Linked DNA regions of Rattus norvegicus: all the other regions are linked to region 3. Evidence: chromatin contacts called from public Hi-C data. All regions are on one chromosome and are shown on one strand. The core of a region is the stretch at or near the end of the contact, and the rest is flanking DNA. Distances in the headings are between cores, read along the strand shown. Region 1 holds the start of Isy1 (ISY1 splicing factor homolog). Region 2 holds the start of Hmces (5-hydroxymethylcytosine binding, ES cell specific). Region 3 holds the start of Rpn1 (ribophorin I).

The links. Hi-C and Micro-C count contacts between places; a contact is called where the count stands out from the background.
Region 1: a contact with region 3 is called in a Hi-C map of kidney, with 4 times the contacts expected there. The contact joins the promoter of Isy1 here to the promoter of Rpn1 in region 3. A contact is called at or near these places in 6 of 12 Hi-C or Micro-C datasets (the A7r5 cell line, Schwann cells, frontal cortex and 2 more) and 1 of 1 datasets of contacts at active chromatin or transcription factors (oligodendrocytes).
Region 2: a Hi-C map of liver shows a contact between it and region 3, with 2.9 times the contacts expected there. The contact joins the promoter of Hmces here to the promoter of Rpn1 in region 3. A contact is called at or near these places in 8 of 12 Hi-C or Micro-C datasets (the A7r5 cell line, frontal cortex, hepatocytes and 4 more) and 1 of 1 datasets of contacts at active chromatin or transcription factors (oligodendrocytes).

Annotation. Positions count from the first base shown.
Region 1 is chr4:121,852,980-121,856,575 of GRCr8, reverse strand. Isy1 (ISY1 splicing factor homolog) reads left to right here and starts at 2,015. Exons shown (of 11, transcript NM_001014188.1): 1 at 2,015-2,098. The coding sequence starts at 2,096.
Region 2 is chr4:121,949,517-121,952,651 of GRCr8, reverse strand. It overlaps Hmces (5-hydroxymethylcytosine binding, ES cell specific), which reads right to left and starts at 1,812. Exons shown (of 6, transcript NM_001025047.2): 1 at 1,608-1,812. The coding sequence starts at 1,790. It overlaps Copg1 (COPI coat complex subunit gamma 1), which reads right to left. Exons shown (of 24, transcript NM_001031822.4): 24 at 2,833-3,135.
Region 3 is chr4:122,099,438-122,102,974 of GRCr8, reverse strand. Rpn1 (ribophorin I) reads right to left here and starts at 1,999. Exons shown (of 10, transcript NM_013067.2): 1 at 1,698-1,999. The coding sequence starts at 1,955.

The DNA of each region.
Region 1 (3,596 bases), core at 766-3,265, 250 kb after region 3:
TGTCTTTAACTTGAGGCTAAGCTAAGTAGCTACACAGGGAGTTCTGGACCAGCAGAACATGTAAAGAATGAGCATTCTTGTTTGGAATAAATGGCCAAAACCATTCAAATGCAAAAAGGTTTCCCCTAATTTTAGAGAGAATCTGGGCCTGGGCCTGGCAGTGGGCTCTGGACTGCTTATGATACTGCCAGTTCTCAGACCATGCTGGTGGTTCCTGATTAGGGTCTACTCTCAGAATTGGGACAGGGGTGGAAAAGAAAGAGGGCAAGGGTTTGCTTTTAATGTGCTAAGTATTTAGCCTAGTGTTTTTTCATTTCATGGGAAGTGGAGCAATGCTCATCTCTGACTTCATTTCAACTGGTTCCTCTTAACCCTACCTCTTGCTTCAAACAGATAGTTGAACAGAAAAGGCCAAAACTCCACAGATCTCTGAAAAGTTACAGTGCTTTAGCAATGTAGAAATTAAGGCAAAAAACAACCCCCCTCCAAAACAAAACAAAACAAACCAATAATAACAAAATTGGGGCTCCAGACCCAAATCCTGACAATCATTTGGTCACATTTCCACAACCTATTTACAAGAAGTGGGAACATAGATTCTATCTGGTAACCAGCTGCCTACTTACATAGATATTCCAAGTATCTGTTGGAACCTGTTTGATCCTGAATTCCTAGATCATGGCTTCTGCTGAGATCTTGTATACTTACTGATGGTTGTGTAACAGAGTGGCCCGGAGCAGGGAAAGGCAATATAGTGGGCTGGTCATGGCAGACGTACAACCAAAATGTCTGCCGAATGCATAGCCAAAACAAATGTTTTGGTTCCTCTCACCTACACCTGTCTGCACCTTAATAAATGCTGTATCCCTGAGCTTTGATGCACAGTGTGCTGTGGAACAAGAACCTGCCCATTAATTGCCAGCTAACAAAGGACTTATGTGCATGGTGGTAACATCCTTACATGAACTATTACATGGGTATTCTTAGTGTTCACTAAGTGGGGGAGCCCACCATCATTTCCAGAACCCTTATCTCTGTCTAGTGACTCATGTAGTCTCTAACTCCACATCTTCCCTGGACTTTACCTCAGTATTTCATTTTCTTACCATTACTTTGTTTTGGTTATTTTTCGAGTCCTTTCTCTGTGTAGCCCTGGCTATCCCAGAACTCACTTTGTAGACTAGTCTCAAACTCTATATTTCTGCCTGTGCCTTCTGAGTCTTGGGATCAAAGATGCCCAGATCCTCTCTTTAGTTTTTGAGGCATGGTTTCACTATGCACACCTGGCTGGCCTGGAACTCCTTATGTAGACCAGGGTTTCCTCCAGAAACCGGGCTGTTTTGCCATCAAAATGCTGGGCGGCCAACAAGCCTAGTTTTAACTTTGTATTTTAAAAGAGGGTGGTATCAGGCTTCTGGGATGTGTGGAGAGAGGCTTAATTCTTTGGCTTAGACGTTTTTCTCACGATCACATCCTGTCAGTTTGTTGCAGTCACCTTTAATAAAGAATTATACATGTTTCTCAAAAGAAGGCTGACCATACTGTTCAGCTCCAAGTAAATGACAGGCAGCGGTGAAGAAGCCTCCCAGGAAGGCAGGTTTGCTCCACTGGCTCCTCAACCAGTGCCTGCGCCTGGAGGTATGCCAACGACCCGGGTCCAGGGAGGTGACAGTAATCCACTCGGCCTGTGAACACTGCATTCAGAGAGGTGGAGTCATTTTCAAAAAGATCATCTGCTGTCATAGAAGACTCCGGAAGGACAGAGGCAGACGAATCTTTGATTGCTGTTACACCAGAACGAACCCAAACCACGAATGACACTCACATTCCTGCCGCGCAAGCGCCGACCTACGCGCGAGATGACGCATTGTGCATGCGCCGGCGGGAAGCTGTCCAACGAGGCACAACTGCGTTTCTCTCCCCTCCCCCGTTCTCTTTCGCTTCCGGTCCCTAACTTCCGGTCCTTTCCATTTATTCTCCCGACAAAAAAAGGCCATCCTGTCCTCTCTTTTCCGTTCCCGCGCCTGCCTGCCTCGTTCCGGGCGCCTAAGCACGTTGTGTAGCGGCGCGGCGCCGGGGCGCCCTCGCCGGCACCATGGTGAGTGCAGTGGGGAAGGGATCGGGCCCATGGGTGATGGGAGTTCCGGGCCTGTATGTGGCCTCGGGCTCCCTGGCCTATTCCGAGATTCTTTTCCCGCCTGGCGTAGCTGTTAGAAATTGCAGGAGAAAACTGAGGTTGGGAGCTCTATTGCGTCTCGGTGGTTCAGTCCGGGTGAAGCACATTATGGGTAGAGACTGAACGGACGGAGGACCCGCTCTGGTGTTCTCTCTCTCCAGGGATAGGAACTTCTAAAAGGCAGGGTCTTCACACTTTTGCTTGCCTGATGCGGGCGACAGAGTCTGGCATTCTCTAAACAGGTGTGACATCACCGTGAATGAATGACTAGGATGGGCTGAAATGTTGAGAGGTTGTGATCCTTGGTTTCATTCGCTCAAGAAGAGTTTAGTATGGAAATATGAGATCAGACACAGTGTTAGTACAAAGAGGCGTGGTTACTGTAGTATTTTCAAAGTGAAGTCCCCATGGATCTCTGGCCCAGTGGTTAAGAACCACTTCACGGGGCTGGGGATTTAGCTCAGTGGTAGAGTGCTTACCTAGGAAGCGCAAGGCCCTGGGTTCGGTCCCCAGCTCCGGAAAAAAGAACAAAAAAAAAAAAAAAAAAAAAAAAAAAAAAACCACTTCACTTTAGTTCCCAGCCCCCACATGGTTGGTGCTTACAATCATGCAAAATTCTAGTTTTAGAGGATCCAACACACACTTGTGAAGTGGCACTAGACACTCATCTGCATACAGGCAAAGCACTCATACACATACAAAAATATTTTAAAAATTTAAAGGTAAAAGTCCCCTTAAAGGCATACAGAGTGGCTTTCATACTTCTGAGGTTTGTTGATGTCTTTGAGATCTCCATAGTCTTATCCACAAAAACAGCCCATTTCGGTAGATATTTATCTGTATGTATGCACATACCAAAGTATCTTTAAGGAACAGGTGTAAGTATATGCATAACCATGTAAATAAATACATATGTAAAATATGGACACTTATTCAAGTATATAGGCCTCGACAGTCTTTGCTTTACAATACTAAGTAGACAAAAACCCCATCAATACACTTTGCGTGTGTATGTGTGTGTGTGTGTGTGTGTGTGTGTGTGTGTGTGTGTGTGGTATTTACACATAGGTACAAACAGATACATACTCCTGTTAAATAAAATAGATACATAAAATTTTAAGGAAGCCATGGAATGACCATAGAGGATGCTTTGGAAGCTATAGATCATTGAGAACAGAAACCAAAAAAGAGAGAACACAGTGGTCTTGAAGCAGCTACTGCTGAAGGAGGGCGTGTCCTATATTGCTGTCATGTTCAGATATCTACCCTTCACTGGCCAGGTTCTCTTTAGAGTTGATTGGAAGGGACAATCTGAAGTTAAATTAAGCTCATCTTGCTGCTACTGTAAACTGTGTGTCTGGTTCTGCTTGTCTTCATGCATTTATCTGAATACGACATCACAACATTGTAAGACAAAAGC
Region 2 (3,135 bases), core at 563-3,062, 150 kb after region 3:
GTATTGCTCAGTACGAGTCATCTTTTCCTCCACGGGGTCTGACTTTGCAATAGAACAGCTGGTGGCACTGTGGTAGATGGGGGGAAAAAAGAGGAAGTACTTTGCAAATCAGCGGTTTCAAATACAAATATTGCTATAATTACATGCTGGCAGTTGAACCACTGAAATGTTCCTAATTTTGTGTTAGAATTTGTAGGTTTGAAAAAATAAAGTATCAAATATTTACCGAATTAAGAAACCCTAGCAATCTAAACAAATCATATTACCGATGTGCAGTCAAACACTACATGGGCAAACCCAAATGACCCAAATGACCCAAAGGAGGGCTATGCTTGCTAGGGACTCCACCTTCCCATTCCCGCTCCCCAAGATCCATCCACTGAAATAGGGACCATGGTCTGTTCAATGGTTAAGGATACTTTTTGCGCTTGCAGAGGACCTGGGTTCAATTCCAAGCACTCACATTGTACCTTTGGTAACTTCAGTTCTAGAGGATCTGAAGCTCTGACTTCCAAGGGTACCAGGCAAATACCTGGTACACATACATACATCCATACATGCAGGTAAAACGTTAGTATACATAAAAATTGTTTAAATTTTTTACAAAAAAAAATAAAAAATATTTTGTGTGCTAGGACTGAACCCAAGACTGGGAGCATATGAAATATGTTCTATATCTCTGAGTATTATCACCAGCTCCAATCACACTAATTTTTCTTTACATTTATTCTGTGTTTGTGTCCACTATCTTGCGTGCATGACACAGAGTGGGTGTGGAATCTGAGGACAACTTGCAGGAGCTGGTTCTCTCCTACTTTGCAGGAAGTGTTCTTTCCCAGAGAGCCATGCTGCAAGCTCCACAATCAGTTTTTGTTCTGTTTTGTTTTTTGAGACACAGTTTTACTATACAGCCTTGACTGGCCTCCAACTCAGAGATCTGCCTTCCCCTGGCTAGGATTAAAGGTGTGTGCCACCCCACTTGGGTTTTTGTGAGATATATATATATATTATACACACACACACACACACACACACACACACACATATATATGAATGACACTGACATGTCAGTAATATTTGAAAGGTATCTTTAAAAAAAAAAAAAGATTCGGGGTTGGGGATTTAGCTCAGCAGTAGAGCGCTTGCCTAGCGAGCGCAAGGCCCTAGGTTCGGTCCCCAGCTCTGAAAAAAAGAAAAAAGAAAAAAAAAAAAAGATTCAAGCTTGTCAAGAGCATACACACCTGTGACACAGAGGTGTGTATGGAGACAGAGGCAGGTTTGCTGCAAATTTGAGTTCAGCTTGGCCTATATGGTGAGTTCCAGGACAGCTAGAGTTACATTCATAGTTAAGAGTCTATCTCAAAATATTTTTAAATGTATTCAAATATGAGATTCACATAGCTTGGGCATGCGTTGAAACAGTTTAATTGACCCTGAAGAATATGGACTCATTCCTTGCTGAGGCCCAGGGTGACTAGGGCCTTAATGTATCTGTAAGGGCTGCTTTCAAGGTCATTTCGGAGGCTGGGCAGACATCACAGGAATCAGGAGTCGATGCCATTAGGATGCTGGGCCAGAAGCTCATAGGATGCCGCCACACTCCTTACCTTTTCAAAGTGCAGTCTGGAGAGAAGCACTGGGCTGCTAGACTGCGGGCTCTTGTTGTAGGAGGGGCAGTACTTATCAGGGTCCCTCCACTGCGGGAGCTGACGCCTGCCCTGCCGATCCAGATAGGCACAGGCTCTAGTGAGAGCATCTCTAGGCAAGTGACAGGACGTTCGCCCGCACATACTTCAGCAATGCCTCTCAGACCTACAAAAAGTCACAAAACCGTAAGGTTTTACCGCCTAGGTCACAGCATCCTCCCTGAGAAGCCACATCTTCCACGGAGGCTCCATTAGGTCCTGGCCACTGCGGGGCCCACAGTCCAGAAGCAGGCCTTCATCAGGCGTTAGGCGAGAAGGCCGGTCCTCCGAGGTTGGCTTCGGTGGACTCAGCAGAGAAAGGTGAGAGCTCTCTGCGTTCACACCAACAACACTCGAGGATCGCGGAGACCGTACTACTGCCCTGCGTGGACGTGCTCTGCTCCGGGGCGGGGCCTGGTCGGCGCGGAGTCTCCCTCTAAGAACGTGGGCGGTCCTCTGCCCGCCGCGTCCCTCTCCTCAGCCCGCCTGTCCGCATCCCCCTCGGCGGGGCCCTCTCTTCAGCCCGCCCGTCTGCGTCCCCCTCCCCTGGGTCCTCTCTTCCGCCCGCTCCCTTCCCCCTCAGGGGAGCCGGATCCTCCGACGGCCCGGGTCCCCTTAGCGCAGCCCCCTTCTCCGCCCGTCCGCCCGCCCGCGTCCTCTGGGCGAGGCCCTCCCCACGCCCCTCGGCGAGCCGGTCCCCCAGGCGTCCGCGTCTCCTCACCACCAGATAGTCCAGTCCACTCTCCGCGCTCAAGCGTCGACCTAAAGAGCACTAGCCCCGCCCTTCGGTAATCCCGCCCCGCCCCCGACGTGACGTGACGCCATGGGGTTTCCTCCCCACAGGTGGGGGTGTGGCTAGGTGAGGAGCAAGCTGGAAACCAAGTTCCGTTGATTCACCACCTTAAAGCAAGACAAAATACACTCACCTGAGACAAGCACTCCAGGCCTCCTCCTCAGGCCAGTCTCTGAAACCAGGAAATGTGTAAGGCCACCAGAATTGAGACTTTCTAGCTATCCACCAAGAACCCTCTAAGGGTCAGGAAGCCCCACCTTGTTTCCTCTTTAACATCTGTGTGTGGGGTGTACATACACCCTTAAAGAAAACAAGAGCTGGCAGTAATCTTCACAAAAGGAGGTTGACACTCAGTTTTTTTAGTGAAGTTTATTTGAATGGAATGGCTTCCAGGCTATGACCAGGCCTGGGAGTAGAGTGGGGGGTATTAGGCAGAAAGAATACAATCATGAAGGTCTAAGCAGGATGTGGCCTTGAAGGACAGACAGGCTTTTTCCTGTAAAGAGGAACGAGGGAGAGAGGCCAGGCAAGAGCAGCTGTTCCAAACCCCAGGAGAGGGATGGAAGGTGGGGGGCAGAGAAATGTCTTTAGGGAGCAGCCTTCAGGTCACCTACCTGAGAAAACTCCCCAAATGAAAAATCTGACTCTTTATATCCT
Region 3 (3,537 bases), core at 750-3,249:
AAGGCTGAGACAGGAGGATTCCAGGTTCCAAAACAGTCTGAGGGCTGCACAGCAGTACCCTGTCTTGAAACAGTGAAAGAGAAAAAGATGGTTCAAACTACAAATTCTACTGCCCTACTAGTTCTATAAAAGGTTCCTGTATCCATCCACCTCACTCAAGTTTCCAAGGCAATGTGTGCTCTTTCTTAAGTTTAGCATTCAGTTGCGTCTCACCTAGGTAAGGAGTATAAACTGGTCTTCCTCCAGAATTAACACAACTGTGAATAAGTTGGTAACATGACTATGAAGCTGAATCACAAGTCCTAATTTCATGTCAAGGACAGAAAGCAAGGCAGCAATAATGCAGGAACAAGGGTGTGGAACAAATCAGACCTCCATTTGGGGTTAATAAGCTCCAAAACCAGAAACTTCCTCAGCCATGTAAGAATACCTGTACCTCAAAAGGTTGCTGTAAGGGTGGAGAATGGGCCTAAAATACCTGCCACAGCCTTCTCTTTTCCTAATCTTTTCTTTTTAATGCTCATGGGTGTTTGTTTCCATGTCTGTGCACCCTGAAACGGGAGTTACAGATGGCTGTGGAATTGAACTTGGATGCTCTGAGCCATGTGAAGAGACCCAATCTGTATGTATTTTACACCAGGACAGCAGGGTGACAAGCATCTGCTGTGATCTGATTATACTGTGACCTCATTAAGTCATGACTGGTTTTCACAAAACAGAACTGAACATCCAAAACACTCACGGGTAGAACTGCAAATTAAATGTCTTTCCAGAAGTATTTGAGGAAAGCCATGCTTCAGCATGAACAAGGTTTCAATGTAAAGGGGACAGGAGACAGGTCGGTGACTATTTGAAGTCCAGCTTTATAGCTCCGCAGTTAAAAGAACCTGTACTTTGAAATGTGATACTGTAATGACCAGTCTCCTAATAAATTGGGTAATCACTTAATGAATATAGTTAATGAGAACAGTAATAAAAAGTAACCTGTGTGGATATTCCCTCTATTCCCAAAGCCAACGATTTCTTTCCCTAAAAGGTGTAAATGCACACAAGGGTAAATGCTGAGGTGTTCCGATGAGAGGCGGTGGAAAGGAAGAGACCTGGGCTGCACCCCTATGCACAGCATAGGGGGCTGACTCTTCAAACTAACTCAAGAAGTCTGAACATTAAGAAAGCGTTAAGCAGCAGCTTTCAGAGGAGTGTCACATTAACCGGGTGTGAGAAATGACAAACTTTGATACCAGAAACCAGCTTGAACGCTGTTGCTATCTAGAGAGAACAGACTACTCCAGTCAACTGCATTCAAGAATTGATCTGTCTTAACTCTCTGATAGTCCTCAGACGATCATGTCCAGGGGACAGAAAAGAAGCTAGGTACCCGAAGTACCGCCATAGCCAAGACCCTCCTGAGGTGTGGAAGAAGGTCTTCAGGAGACCAAGGGGTCGCCTGGAGCTCCGGAGCTGCCACGTGGGCGGCGCCCGACGCTCGGAAGCTTCTGCTGACGTGTCCGATAGGACACGCGGACAGGAGGAACGGCGGACCTCTCCGCTGTCCCCTCCACACCTACCTTTCAGACAACCAGACGCCTAGTGGATCCCTAACGCCATAACTTCCCCGCCCCGTCCCGACCTCCCCAGGGATCTCCGGTCTCCTCAGGCATCCTGCGTGAGGTTCGCCGGCTCCTCCCTCCGCTCACCTGCACGCCTAGGTGTGCAAGTCGCGACTCCAGTTCGGGCTCCAGGGCCAGAACGAAAGAGCTGGCTCGTGCTGTAGAGCCGCCGCCCGGGTGCGCCAGGACCACCTCAGCCGTCACCTTGGCTAGGTGGCTGCTCAGGTCCACCGTGCGCTTCACGTCCTCGTTGACCAGCGGCGGAGCCTCCGAAGAGGCGCTGCCGGGCGTCGGGGCCAAGGCCCCGAGCCATAGCAGCAGCAGCAAGACGATCGGCGCCTCCATGACCGCGAGCTGAGCGCCACCGACACGCGCCCCGCCCCCCCCCCGCCACGGCGCAACCGTTGATTGGCCAACAGCACCACAAGATGGCTGGGCCGGGTCAGGAAGGACCCCGTCTCCAAGGCAACCGGGCGCCCATGGGGCGCCTGATTGAAAAATCTTAAAGCGCAGGCACACGTCTTTGAGCGCTTATTAGCTAGACTCACCAGTGATTTCTGTGGTAGTCGTCCTTCCTTATCTCCTGTTTCCTTCATGCTTATGCAAAAAAAAAAAAAAAAAAAAAATGGCCTCTCCGCTCAGAAACAGCTTAGTCTAAGGAAATAAGTTTGCCTTCTCTACATTGATATGAATACTAAGTGGGCAAAAGTTTAAAGAAAAACGGGAAATTTCCAAAGATTCAAGTCTCTCCCCTAATATTTAGTTCAATTTTTAATATGAGCGATGGCAGAAACCTTAAGCAACTAACCAAGGCTGATGATATTAACATCAAGTATCTGTTGGCACTTAGCACAATTGTAGAAGTCCAAGGTGAAGTTACTGGCAGGACTAAGCTGTCAGGTGAGGGCTGCTCTTTACTACCAAGATGGAACTTTGGCATTGCATTGTCTAAAGAAGGAATCGCATATCGTCATATGACAGAAAGGCAGGAAAGGGTCTCTCTGCGGCAAGACCTTTTACAAAGGCTTCTTGCAGATGGATTCCTCTAGTGCTGTCTCTCCCAAAGTCACACTGAAGAATTAATGACCTAAAACAAATGAACTTCAAGCTAGTGGAAAAACTCTAGTCGGTATACTGATAACACCTGATAAGAAAAATAATGTAGCAAAGAGAACATCTACTGGCATTATTGGGCCTTGAAACCATTTAAAAACAACAACAACAATGATGATAATAATGATAAAGAAAAATCTACTGATAAAACTTTGCTCCCCTAAAGTCCCGTTTCAACCCTATAAAATCTCGAAGCCCCCTGCACGATTGTGGTGTACAGTCTCCACTCACAAAAGGAGACTGCTGCTCCTTCATTCGCTCTGACTAAGGGCAATAAGGCCTTGGTAGAGATCTGTCACCTCTTTCATTTCCGTGTTGCCTCTTATCAATTCTGATCTAATGAACATGTCCCAATATTGTTGCTTGAAGGATGTAATTTAAAGGTAAATTTTGGGGGTTGGGGATTTAGCTCAGTGGTAGAGCGCTTGCCTAGCAAGCGCAAGGCCCTGGGTTCGGTCCCCAGCTCCGAAAAAAAAAAAAAGAAAAAAAAATTTTGGAAGGAGATGGAAATATTCAAACACTGACACTGGCTAATGAGAGAGCGGAGGGAAGGACATGCTCCTCCCTACAGAGAAGAAGTCAGGAAATTAGCACCTGCAGGCCAACAATCTGTCTCTCTCTATAAAGTTTTATTGGAACATAGCTACATTCATTTGCCTGTAGCTTATGATTGCATTCACACCATAGCAGGAACAGAATGTAGTGGTGAAACAGACCGTATAACCCACAAAACAAAACTACTTATTGTTTGCACACTAGTACATACATTATGTATGGAGAGATGGCTCAGTGGTTAGGAGAATGTGCTGCTCTG